3 separate regions of the Arachis hypogaea genome follow, and all the other regions are linked to region 3. A link is a contact called in public Hi-C data. All regions are on one chromosome and are shown on one strand. The core of a region is the stretch at or near the end of the contact, and the rest is flanking DNA. Distances in the headings are between cores, read along the strand shown. Region 1 holds the start of LOC112770944. Region 2 holds the start of LOC112771751 (cytochrome P450 71A1-like). Region 3 holds the start of LOC112772809 (protein FAR1-RELATED SEQUENCE 5-like).

Region 1 (3,803 bases), core at 566-3,065, 220 kb before region 3:
AGAGTAATATTTAGGACTTATCCAATTGAAAAATTTGGATCATTGTTAACTATGTATGATTTTTGTGTTGTTTTCAGTGTCGAAAAATGTTACAAATGAATGATGTATTTGGTGTTCTTGTTTTCCATCATGGGAAATACTTTCTAAGGACAAATTTTTGGTGCTATGACCTACTGTATGTTATGTTATTTTATTAAGATTGTAATCTTTTTAACTTATTATATCTTATGTTTGGATGTTTAATAAACCAAAACATTTAATGAAATTCACATAGTTAGACCATCAGCAAAATATTATATAGCCATTTAAACACACTATATAACAACAACAAAATATTATCATTCATTAATGGATAAACATAACTAAATTCTGTGAACTCAAACTATAGTTCATCACAATAAGTCAACAACAATGCATAGCTTCTTTAATTGACTATTTTTCAAGACTTAATTACAACAACAGCAACACAAGTTACTAGCAAACACACAAGAATAATCAACAAATTAGTTTTTTTTTTCTTCCTTTGTAAATAAACAAGCTTCCTTTCTAACTTAATCAATCTTTACATAACCATCTTACCTTAAAGAAGGGGCACCCAAAAAACAACCGATTGGAGTTAGTTGGCGTCCTGAACTTGTACAATTTATCATACACTCCACATTTGCATATTGGAGCAATGTCATCCTTCTCGTCTCCATCTTCCATGCAATGAATATTAGACTGCAATCGGACTCGTTGCGTGCTCGAAGAACCTCCTTCACTGGCAATAGAACACAATTTTAAACAAAAAAAAAATCCTCTAACTATAGGGCTGCAATGGCGTCTGGCCCCAATTTGAAGAGTTAGGGCAGCTCCCAGAATGACATTGTTTTGGGAGCATAAGGACCTAGTTGTCCTCTAACCTTATGGAAAGATGACGCATCGACAACATAACGAATACATCACTCTATAATAAACACATGGGTGCCACATCAGACATATTCGTTTGATGTTAGAAAGCTGATTAAATGGAAGAATCCATATATCAAGCGTTTTGAGTGGTCAATGATATTTTCATATTTTCAAATCGTGAAAGACTAAAATATCTTCGAATAAAAAGTTCAAGAACCTATTTATTTTTTTCTCTTTCACTATGTTTGGATTAAGGGAAAATAAGAGAAAAGAAAAGTGGTGGAAAGAAAATGAGTGGAAATTTTTATTTTCTTTTGTTTGGATACCAAAGAAAATGGGAAGAAAAGAAAATTTTGGTGTGGGTCCCACAAAATTTTTTTCTCTCCATTAGAAGCAAGAAAACAAGAAGGATAATGTTACTTTTGGTATATTTACAATACTACCCCTAATTCTATTATTATTAATAATTATTAATATAAATTTAGTTTTAATAGTTTTAATATATTATTATAATAAAGATTTATATTTAAACATTATATATGTATTAGATAAATAATTTATAAAATTATAATATTTTATAATATTCATAAAATACAATAAAACATAAATAAATAAAAATATTTATACTTTATTTTATTATAAGGGTATTAATGTAACTTTATATCATTATGATTTTCTTTCTTCTCACTTTTTTTCTCATCCAAACAAAAGAAAATATTTTTTCTATTTTCTTTCCATTTATTTTCTCTTCATCCAAACAACACACAAATAATTCTACTTTTCCTTCTATTTTCTTTCCTCTCATTTTCTTTCCTCTTATTTTCTTTCTTTCTATTTTCTTTCCTATATCCAAACAAAGCCTTTAAGAGTAATTTTCCAACACTTATTACTTTATAGTATGTTGATCCAATCAAAATTAATCCATATTTAGTTATTTACACGATGTTTTCATTTTTCTATCAAAATCTATCCAATGGTCTTGGATGAAAGTACATCGGAAGACAAATTGGATAACTTCATTGGAGTATCCGCTTTAACACAGAGGCCGAGAGGGAAGGTCGAAGGGAGTGGCGTGGAAGTGTTGGCGGTATTGTTATTGTTGCACGTAGGTAAGAGTCGTGGATAGCAGAGGAGAAGTGAGACCGTGAGAAAGGGAGGTTGAGAAGGAGGAGAGGCGAGCTCGAGAAAGAGGAAGAGTCGCCGGGAGAAACCGCCGCCGCCACTGTTGCTTGTTGTTTCAAAGCCACCATTTTGCCTCCGTCTCTGCCATTGTTGCTACCACGCCTGCCGTCCCTGTCTGCTGGAACTGCTGCCGCTGAAGTTGCCGGAACCACTGCCGATTCTGCTTCTGAACCTGCTCCAATGCCGTCACCTCTGCCTTCTCTCTTCCACCACCCCTATTTCACCGGATTCGGGCTGCATCGCTGGTTCTGTTCTGTCTTATTGGAGCTGCTGGCGTGAGTTGTAGTGGTAGCCGATGTCCATGTCACTGCTGAAACTGCCTGAGTTGTTGCTGCTTCTGCTAACTGCCTTTATCCCTAAAATTCTGTGACTATCAAATTAAGCTCTGAGGTAAGGTTTTTTGGTTAATTGTGATTAACTGATTATTGAGTGGATGATGCTGTTGATAATAGCTTTTTATGGTTTAACTGAGCTTAAAATGATGACACGTGGATGATCCACATGTTAATATTGGTTAGAGTGGGTAATCGATGTCTAGTGTTTTGAAAACCGGACCGAACTGGTCGGTTCGATCGGATTAACCGAAAACCGATCATCTGACCGGTCCGATTGACATCTAAAACCGTTTTGTAAAAACCGGTTAAAAACGGTCGAACCGACGTAACCGTTGAACCGATTGAACCGGCCGGGTTTTGAAAATGTTTGCGTGCTCTAATCTACACAAAACGGCGCTGTTTTGATAAAAAAAAAAAAAAACCTCAGTCCACCTTCAATCTTTCACAAACGCCCAAAGCCTCAAATTGACCAACCTAACCCCTATCAGAACAAAATCAACAAGCTTTTCAGCCCCCATCAGCTCCCGCCACTATCGGCGGTGACAACCAGTGATTGCCATCCTAGCTTCTCGAAGGTATTCTCTCCTCCCCGCGTCGTCAAGCCCGAGGGTGCCGTCAAGCCCGGTCCTATCCTCGTCGTCGTCGCCAGAAGGTCGTCAATCCCGGACCTGTCCTCGTCGTCGTCGAGCCCGAGGGTGCCGTCGTTGCCGCCGAACGTTTCTGTCGCTCGACGTCGCGAACATCTACTCAGCCCTGTTCTCCTCGCCGTCGTTCCAGTGTCTCCAGAAGCTTCCTTCCTCCAATAACAAGTTCACCTACAACTGCGACAACCACACCTTCAGCTTCCTCTTCAATAATGGCTTCAGTCGGTTCCTCTCTTTTTCTCTCTAGATCTGTTTTCCTCTGATTCAATTTTGTGTACATACGTATGCATTTTTGCTCAGATGATTGTTAGGGTGGAATTCTCATTGTGTTTGAGTGATTTGAAATGCTGCATTGTCGTTTTTCAGCTTACTGTGTTGTTGCGGATAAATCTGCTGGAAGGCAGGTTCCTATTGCGTTTCTGGAGCGAGTGAAGGATGATTTTTCCAAATATGGTGCCTCTGATAAGGCCGGTACTAATGCTGCCGCCAACAGCCTTAACAAGGAGTTTGGGTAATTTTGCTGTAATTGCTGTAATGGCTGAGGTTTTATTTTGCTGTAACTGCTGTATGTATATTTGTAATTTGTAATTTGGTTCTGTTTTGTCCCTTTGTTTTATGCTCGTTGAAGGTATGCTATGTTATAAGTTGTAACTGCAACTGAAACATGAAGTTGGGTTTTAGACTTTTCTTCTTTGAGGTTGTACCAATTTTTTAGAACTGTTTAGAAGGTTTGAATGTTAAAATAGAAGTT
Region 2 (3,520 bases), core at 606-3,105, 180 kb after region 3:
ATGGATGATCCCCACAGACGGCACCAATGTTCGGTAGGTCGGATACCAGACGGGTCGGGTGAGTATCCCGGTCAATAGGGGAGAAATCGACTGGACGTACCTCTCCGGATTGGGGGGGGTAAGCGAGGTCCCGAGCTCTTTAGATGTGGAAGGGGGTGTCACCTGCAAAGACACTCCGACGCTCAAGTCAGTGGGATGTGCAGGCGAAAAGGGGGGTGATTGGTATGTGACGTACCTTGGGGGAAGGGTAGGTCCTTCCCCATATATACCGTGTCAGAGGTGGGCCCTGTAGGGACAGGCCCACCTTCTTCAAGGCCTCCCTTGCACAGCTGTGGCAAAGCTGTCAGGGACGCGTGTCCGGATCGGAATCTGAGCATCTCCCCCGACCGTTCGGGTCGGGTGCTGCTCGGGTCGGGCCGGCCCGTAAACTACTTGGGCCAGGCCGTAACAGATTCGTTCCGTAAGAATATTCACATTAGGATTCGCACATCCATAGGGGTATAAAACTACAAACATATATCATTAATGAAAAAACCAAAATTTTAACAGGTTAAGATAGAAAAACGGATATTAGACACAAAATTCTTTTATTCCCTATATATATTGTTATAGATATTATTCTTTTAAAATTTTTAATTTTTATATTTATCATTATTTTTTTTCATGAAATGAAGAAAGATATAGAGAGTATCTCATATACTTCGTAAAATAAGAAAGAAAACAACATGAATAAAAATTATATATAAAATAAAAGGGTAGATGTAACAAAAATAAAAAAAAATTAATTGATAATCATATTTTTGACCTATTTTTAACATGACAGTTATATTAATTATTATTTATTAGTAGAGTTAAAGATGAAAAAGTGAAAATTGGACACCAAACTTTTCTATTTCCTTTATCCTTTATATATTGTGATAGATTTTATGAAATGAATTGCGTAAGAATACACCAAGTCTACAAAGTTAGACACCAAATTTTAATAACTTTATATATTATTTGATTAAAGAGTACTCTATTATATGTAAATTTTTTTTAAAGTTAAACCATATACATTAAAAATATATAAACTGTGTATATTAATTTAATTAATTTTGTTAACAACCAATTATATTATTATGATGTTTGTTACTTGGACAGCTTCATTATTATGCACTTCCATTTTTAGATTTTTTAAAGATTAGAACATAGATATTAATCAAAATTGAATTTATAACAAAAATAAATTATCAGAATATATGTTAAGTTTTATATTACTTGAAATAAAATGAATCAATTTTAAACTGTGTGATGGGGTAAAACCATTTTTTTTATAAAAGAACAAAAAGAATTGAGTACATGATGGTAGTTTTTTACTAAAAGCTAATCCGTTTTTAAATTCAATCGTGAGACAAAGTCATTTTTTAATAAAAAAGAAATAAGAGTAAAATAAAAAAAAAATTAAAAACTAAATTTTCGTATCCCCTTTATATATTGGTATAAATAATTTACTAACAAAATTAAAAGTTCAAACAAAAACTACGAGGACAATAATAATAAAAAAAATTTTATGTAAAATTATTATTAAATGAAATTAATAGTTGAAAATTATTTAATTATAATATAATAAAATATATTAAATTATTTAATAATTTTTAATTATTATTTTTAATTAAAAAAAGTTACATATAAATTTTTACTAAAATAAATATTTATATATAATTATTTTTATATAAAATTTATAATTAAAAATTATTAAATAATAATTTAATCAAACTTATTAATTTATTTAACCATTTTTAAATATTAATTTCATGAGTTTCCACCTTTTACTTATATATATACATGGAGAGTTCCAACACGTGGTTTAATGTATATATATATATATGAAAACGGAGATTGAGGGAGAAAGAAGGAGGAGGCTAAGAATGGCAACTATTGTATCCATTATTCTAAAACAATTCCCATGTGATAAGTTTAACTCAACCCTCTACCTTTCAATAGTAGTTGCCATCATTATTAGCATCCTTCTTGTGATTAATCTAACTATCACAAGAAGAAGCAAATCAATTATAAATCTTCCACCATCACCACCAAAGTTACCATTCATTGGAAACCTTCACCAACTAGGAACACTGCCACACCGTTCTTTCCAAGAACTCTCCAACAAGCATGGCCCTCTCATGTTCCTTCAGTTAGGGCAAATCCCAGCATTAGTGGTTTCATCTGCAGATTTGGCCAAGGAAATCATCAAAAACCATGATCTTGTTTTCGCGAGCCGCCCTCGAACGACGGCCGGAAATATCTGTATCTATGGCTGCAAAGACATAGCGTTTGCGCCCTACAACGAAGCATGGAGACAGAAAAAAAAAGTTTGTGTTGTTAAACTTCTAAGTACCAAAAAAGTTAAATCGCTTCTCCCTGTAAGACAACATGAGGTTGCAAAACTTGTTGCTACCATCCAAGAAGCGTGCTCAAGAGAAGTCTCATCATCATCTTGTGTGATTAATCTTAGTGAGTTGTTGGTTGCTACATCGTACAACATCGTTTCAAGATGTGTTCTTGGACAAAACTTTGATTTCTCAGAAGTTAGTGGTCATGGAAGCTTTGGAGAGCTTGGCAGGAAGTTGGTGAGGCAATTCGGTGAGTTTTGTGTTGGTGATTTCTTCCCCTCATTGGGTTGGGTTGATGCTGTTAGAGGCTTGACTTCCAAGTTTAATGCCACTTCTGTAGCAGTAGATGCTTTCATGGAAGGAGTAATTGAAGAGCACAAGAAAAATAAGACGAACAATGATGATGATGATGATAGTAACAAAGACTTTGTGGCTATACTTCTTCATCTTCAAGAGATGGGTATGCTTGAATTTGAGTTCACTAGAGAAGATCTCAAAGCAATCCTAGTGGTTTGTTTCTTCTATCTTCCTTTCTCATAATATAGGATCAGCATAATATATAGAATGACTCATTTTGTGTTTTTAATTTGGGATGTTTTTGAAAGTAAACTTTTGTAAAATTGAATAAATTTTGAATTAATTATTTTACTTGAAATAAATCATAGAAAAATACTAGGAGCCATCAAAGTCATATACTTTAGAGTATATTATTTATCATTAATATTTGGAACGTAAGTTCTATATAAATACAATATTATTATAATGTTTACTTTAGAGTATATTAACATGCTTTAGAGTATGTTATTAATACTTTATATTGACATTTGATCCTATATTATTATAATGTTTACTTTATCATCTATAAATTTGTTCTATTGTTCGCCTTACTCTTTAAACTCTTTTCCTATTTTTAATTGCAACCCCGCTACGTAATGAACAAAAATTCTATCAATTTTTACTAACTCTTGCTTATAATTATGTTTAATAAAAATATTTTTATAGATGTGTCTAATAAAAATATTTTTTTTATGATTGTATTTAATAAAAATATTTTTATAAATATGTTTTTTGAATATATTTCTTTATATATGTGTCTTCTAGTGAAGATGTCTTTAATATTAATTATTATTAACAATAAGTTGGCAGAT
Region 3 (4,002 bases), core at 1,445-3,944:
TCAAATTTCCACTATAATCCTTGCCTAAATCACCCTTCTTGATGCCGAATCCATAATACTTTCCCAGCCTCCTATAAAACTTATAAGCTGCGTCAACACTATCCCACCCCATCTGCTTTATGTCATCAACATCTAACTCGGTGACATCTTCATATTCACCCAAATCCTCATTCGCCACATCTTCACCACTTAGGTCCTTCGGATCTGATTCCTTATCAGCCTCGGTTTCAGTCCCCCCGATACCAACAGCCGCATCACTTAAGGATACCTCCATCTACATGTAAGTTACACACAATTGACATTTACATATATAATATACTAATAACAATTTTCAGGAAAAACTACTCAACGGATATATTAATTGGTCTCCTCAAACGATTCAGTTCTTAAGTAATACTTTTTTCTATTTTTCTACCATCTCATATATTCTCTCAAAAGAATAGTTCAAAGTATCTTTAACCGTATTCAACTTTAGCATACAACATCTACTTCATGAAGATATTCTAACATAACATTATTAATAAATAATTATTTATAATTTTATGCTACATTTATTCTTATTTTCTTCCTAAATTATTTTAATACATACCCAACCAAAGAACATCTCAAAATTAAGCCATACTATACAATCTTCTAAACCATATCAGCAAACACATAAATAAGTCAGTTAATAAATAATACAATATTTTTTAATTTGGCTCCCCACACATCGCAAGGGTCTGAGTCGAGTTTAATAAAAATGATCATCCTCATTACACACCCTATCCCAACAATTTAATTTAACACAAGTATTATGTCATTTGTTTGCATAACATTATCCCAAAACTTACTCATAATGCTAATCCTAATTAATGATTCACCAGAGCTTCCAGATATCAACTACTAGGCTATCTAACTATCCACAATTTAATACAGTTCAACAAACAGTGCCTACATTCCACGACCTTAAGCCAATCAATAAATTAGACAGAAGATCACACTACACAATGGATCAATGGCTTCTTAAACCATAACAACGAAAAGTACAAAATAAAATTCGAACACAAATAGTTCATCTGGCGTAAGTTCTCTCGCTCTGCCACCGGGACAGATCCATGAATGCGGTCACCAGCTTCTTCCTCCTCTGCCATCATCACAATGCGCTTACTACCGTTGCTGCAAGTACACCCTTCTACAATGAATCCCTAAATGTCTTAACCCTAAGGCTCCATTTATCACTGTAACCTCTTTATTTTTCCTTTGTACCATCCAGAGTGAAAGGGAAACAGAAATTCAATACTACTCCTAATACAATATCCAAACATATTGCTACAAAGAATGCCATTTGGGCCCATGATATTATTACTATTAATATTTTTGCATTTTCATTTTCTTACGAGGCCCATACTATTGCATTATTATTTGAATTAACGATGATAAAAGATCATTCAAAGGTATGTTGTTCTATCTTTTTGGCCTAAGCCATTACACGGAGTTGACTTTTTGGTCCAACCTCCCCCAAAAGTTGTTCTATCTTTTTTTTCCCTTGACAATAAACCCGAAGCCCATCAGTAATGCCACAAACGGCCATATTCACAAAAAAGTCCAACCCAAACATCTAATCATCATTAACCATAACTTCAGCTTAACACAATACTCCATCTAATGTCAACAGCATCCTGTCTGCGCATATTGCACCCAACACCACACCCGTCCTTCTCTCCCTCATGACAACTCATTTCAGCAGCTGCTGAAATTTTAGGCACTTAGCGCCGTAGAACTATCCAATTTGTTAACAGTTTATATAACAATTGTTTTTGGCTCTCAGATATCATGATCACTTATGTCACCAAAGTATTTCAACAGTGTTAGCGTAAGCATTATCCAAATTTTGACTTGGTGAACTTTCCAAAAGATGGTGTATATCAATTTTTAAAATATCTTTAATTTGATTATGTTATCAAGATACATATTTTCTTCTATAAGGTTCTACATAACACATTGAACAAAGCACAAAAGCTTAGAATGAAAAGCAGATGATGTTTCATTGTTCCTTAAAGCAAATAATTTAACAAAGCACAGAAACAAGTTTCAAGCTAATAAAAGAGTTTGTTAATATGTTTGAAAAAGAGATATGTCAATGATTGAACAAATATATAGATAAAAAAATAAGCATTCAAACAATTTATCAAATACGTGTTATGCAAATCAGTAAAGCACCAACCGAGAGCATATTTATAAATCAAAACCGCGAAACGAATGCAAATTTGTATACATGCATGTAAGAAAAAAATCGAAGGAATTTCATGAAGAATTTACCCCCAATTTCTGCTAACAAAGAGAAAATCAAAACCTAGCATTAAAGAAATAGAAGTAGTAACAATTAGCAAATACAAAATATGAGTAATTAAAAGAAGAGAATACAGATTTGTATATAAACCTAGTTCAACGAAGATGGAGAAGGAGAAGCTTCATAGAGCACAACATGGTGGAGCAGGAAACTTTGATGGAGGAGATTGCAGCTGGAAAAAAAACATTGATGGAGGAGCTTGCCGCCAAAGGAGAACGTCGTGGATGAGATCGTAGATCTCACGCTGCGATGGAGTTTCTTCTTGGTTCTCAAATTGCAATGGAGTTTCGATAGATTGAGTAGCACAGCGTTTATTAGTGAAATACAAGAGTTAGTTTTTATGTTAGTGAAGCAGATAATGAGATACTGGCATTTAAAACTACCAAATTCACTAAAAACCGCCGCTTTACACAAGCAAATTATGGCAGCTACACAAACCGCCTCAATTTATGAATATAACAGTAGTATTTTAAAATTGCCATTATGTTGATACAATTTTATACCGTTTTTTTTTTTGTAGTGATAGCCCACAAACTGAGGATCGTTATTTTGTTGTGTGTTGATCTTGGAAAAAAATCACGAACTGAGGATCGTTGTTTTGTTGTGTGATGGTCTCGGGGACGCCCACAAACTGAGAATCGTTGTTTCCCCTTATTTGTATATTATGGCGTCGAGCTTTGCGCCAACTGCCGGTAGTCACGAAGGAGTGGTATTCTTAACCACCGACACATATGCATGAAGAACACAATAGAAAACCATATCTAGGACTAGTTCCTAGGTAATGTCAGGCTGCAGGGTGTAAACCAACATGTGAGCTCATGACCTGCTTAGGACAAACATGCATCATAATGTTTGCGCATTTGCATTTGGTTGTGTTTGCTTATTTTATTTTTCTGTGATTGTGTTGTTTGTCTTATTATAACTTATTTATGTGTTGAATTGGGTCTCTTACTTGTATTATTAATTTATGTATTGAGGTGACAAAGAACTGATGTTGTGATTGAAAGTTAATTATGTGGCTGAGAGATGGTTAATATGACTAATTTTGTGATTGAGATTTGTTTTAAGATTAGAAATTTAAAAAATATAATTAATTATCTAAAGTAAAATTAAGTATTTTCAAAGATTTGATAAAACAGTTTTCTTGAGTAAGTTAATTATTTGCATTTGATTCATTACTTTTACAGCATTCTCATTCTCTACTAAGAACAAGTGGTTTGTTCTTACCCCAAAAATTTTCACCCTTTCAATGACACAGGTTTGAAGACTCAATATGGAGCTGCGGACGAGTAGTTAATTTTATTTATGATTCAGTTGCTTTTATAGAGTCCCCTCACTCTTATTTCTTATGCTTTTACTTTATACAGAGGGATATGTGTTGTATCTGAGTTTTATTTGATTTTTTGTATAACTTTTATTATTATTAGTATTTATGTAATTATTATTACTCGGAGATCTTTGATATATGATTTTAATAAATAAAAACAAAACTTTCTGCAGTTTTCCTGAAGGTTGGAATGTGATATCGATGGAAAGACTTAATATTAAATAGATAATAAAAGAAAACAGGTTAGTAACACCTTACTTTTAGTGCAATTATGACGCGCTAGAAGTTGGGTCGTTACAGATAACATACGTAAGCGCGTCGAAATAAGTAGATAATTAAAAGTTTG

The links. A called contact is a pair of places that touch in the nucleus more often than the background predicts.
Region 1: a Hi-C map of leaf shows a contact between it and region 3, with 4 times the contacts expected there. The contact joins the promoter of LOC112770944 here to the promoter of LOC112772809 in region 3. A contact is called at or near these places in 4 of 8 Hi-C or Micro-C datasets (leaf and an unstated tissue).
Region 2: a Hi-C map of leaf shows a contact between it and region 3, with 2.8 times the contacts expected there. The contact joins the promoter of LOC112771751 here to the promoter of LOC112772809 in region 3. A contact is called at or near these places in 2 of 8 Hi-C or Micro-C datasets (both in leaf).

What each region holds. Positions count from the first base shown.
Region 1 is chr18:115,969,648-115,973,450 of arahy.Tifrunner.gnm2.J5K5, reverse strand. LOC112770944 reads left to right here and starts at 1,815. Exons shown (of 7, transcript XR_011875816.1): 1 at 1,815-2,463; 2 at 2,897-3,273; 3 at 3,419-3,563.
Region 2 is chr18:115,566,548-115,570,067 of arahy.Tifrunner.gnm2.J5K5, reverse strand. It overlaps LOC112771751 (cytochrome P450 71A1-like), which reads left to right and starts at 1,855. Exons shown (of 2, transcript XM_025816562.2): 1 at 1,855-2,882. The coding sequence starts at 1,866.
Region 3 is chr18:115,750,263-115,754,264 of arahy.Tifrunner.gnm2.J5K5, reverse strand. LOC112772809 (protein FAR1-RELATED SEQUENCE 5-like) reads right to left here and starts at 2,694. Exons shown (of 4, transcript XM_072223923.1): 1 at 2,420-2,694; 2 at 1-274.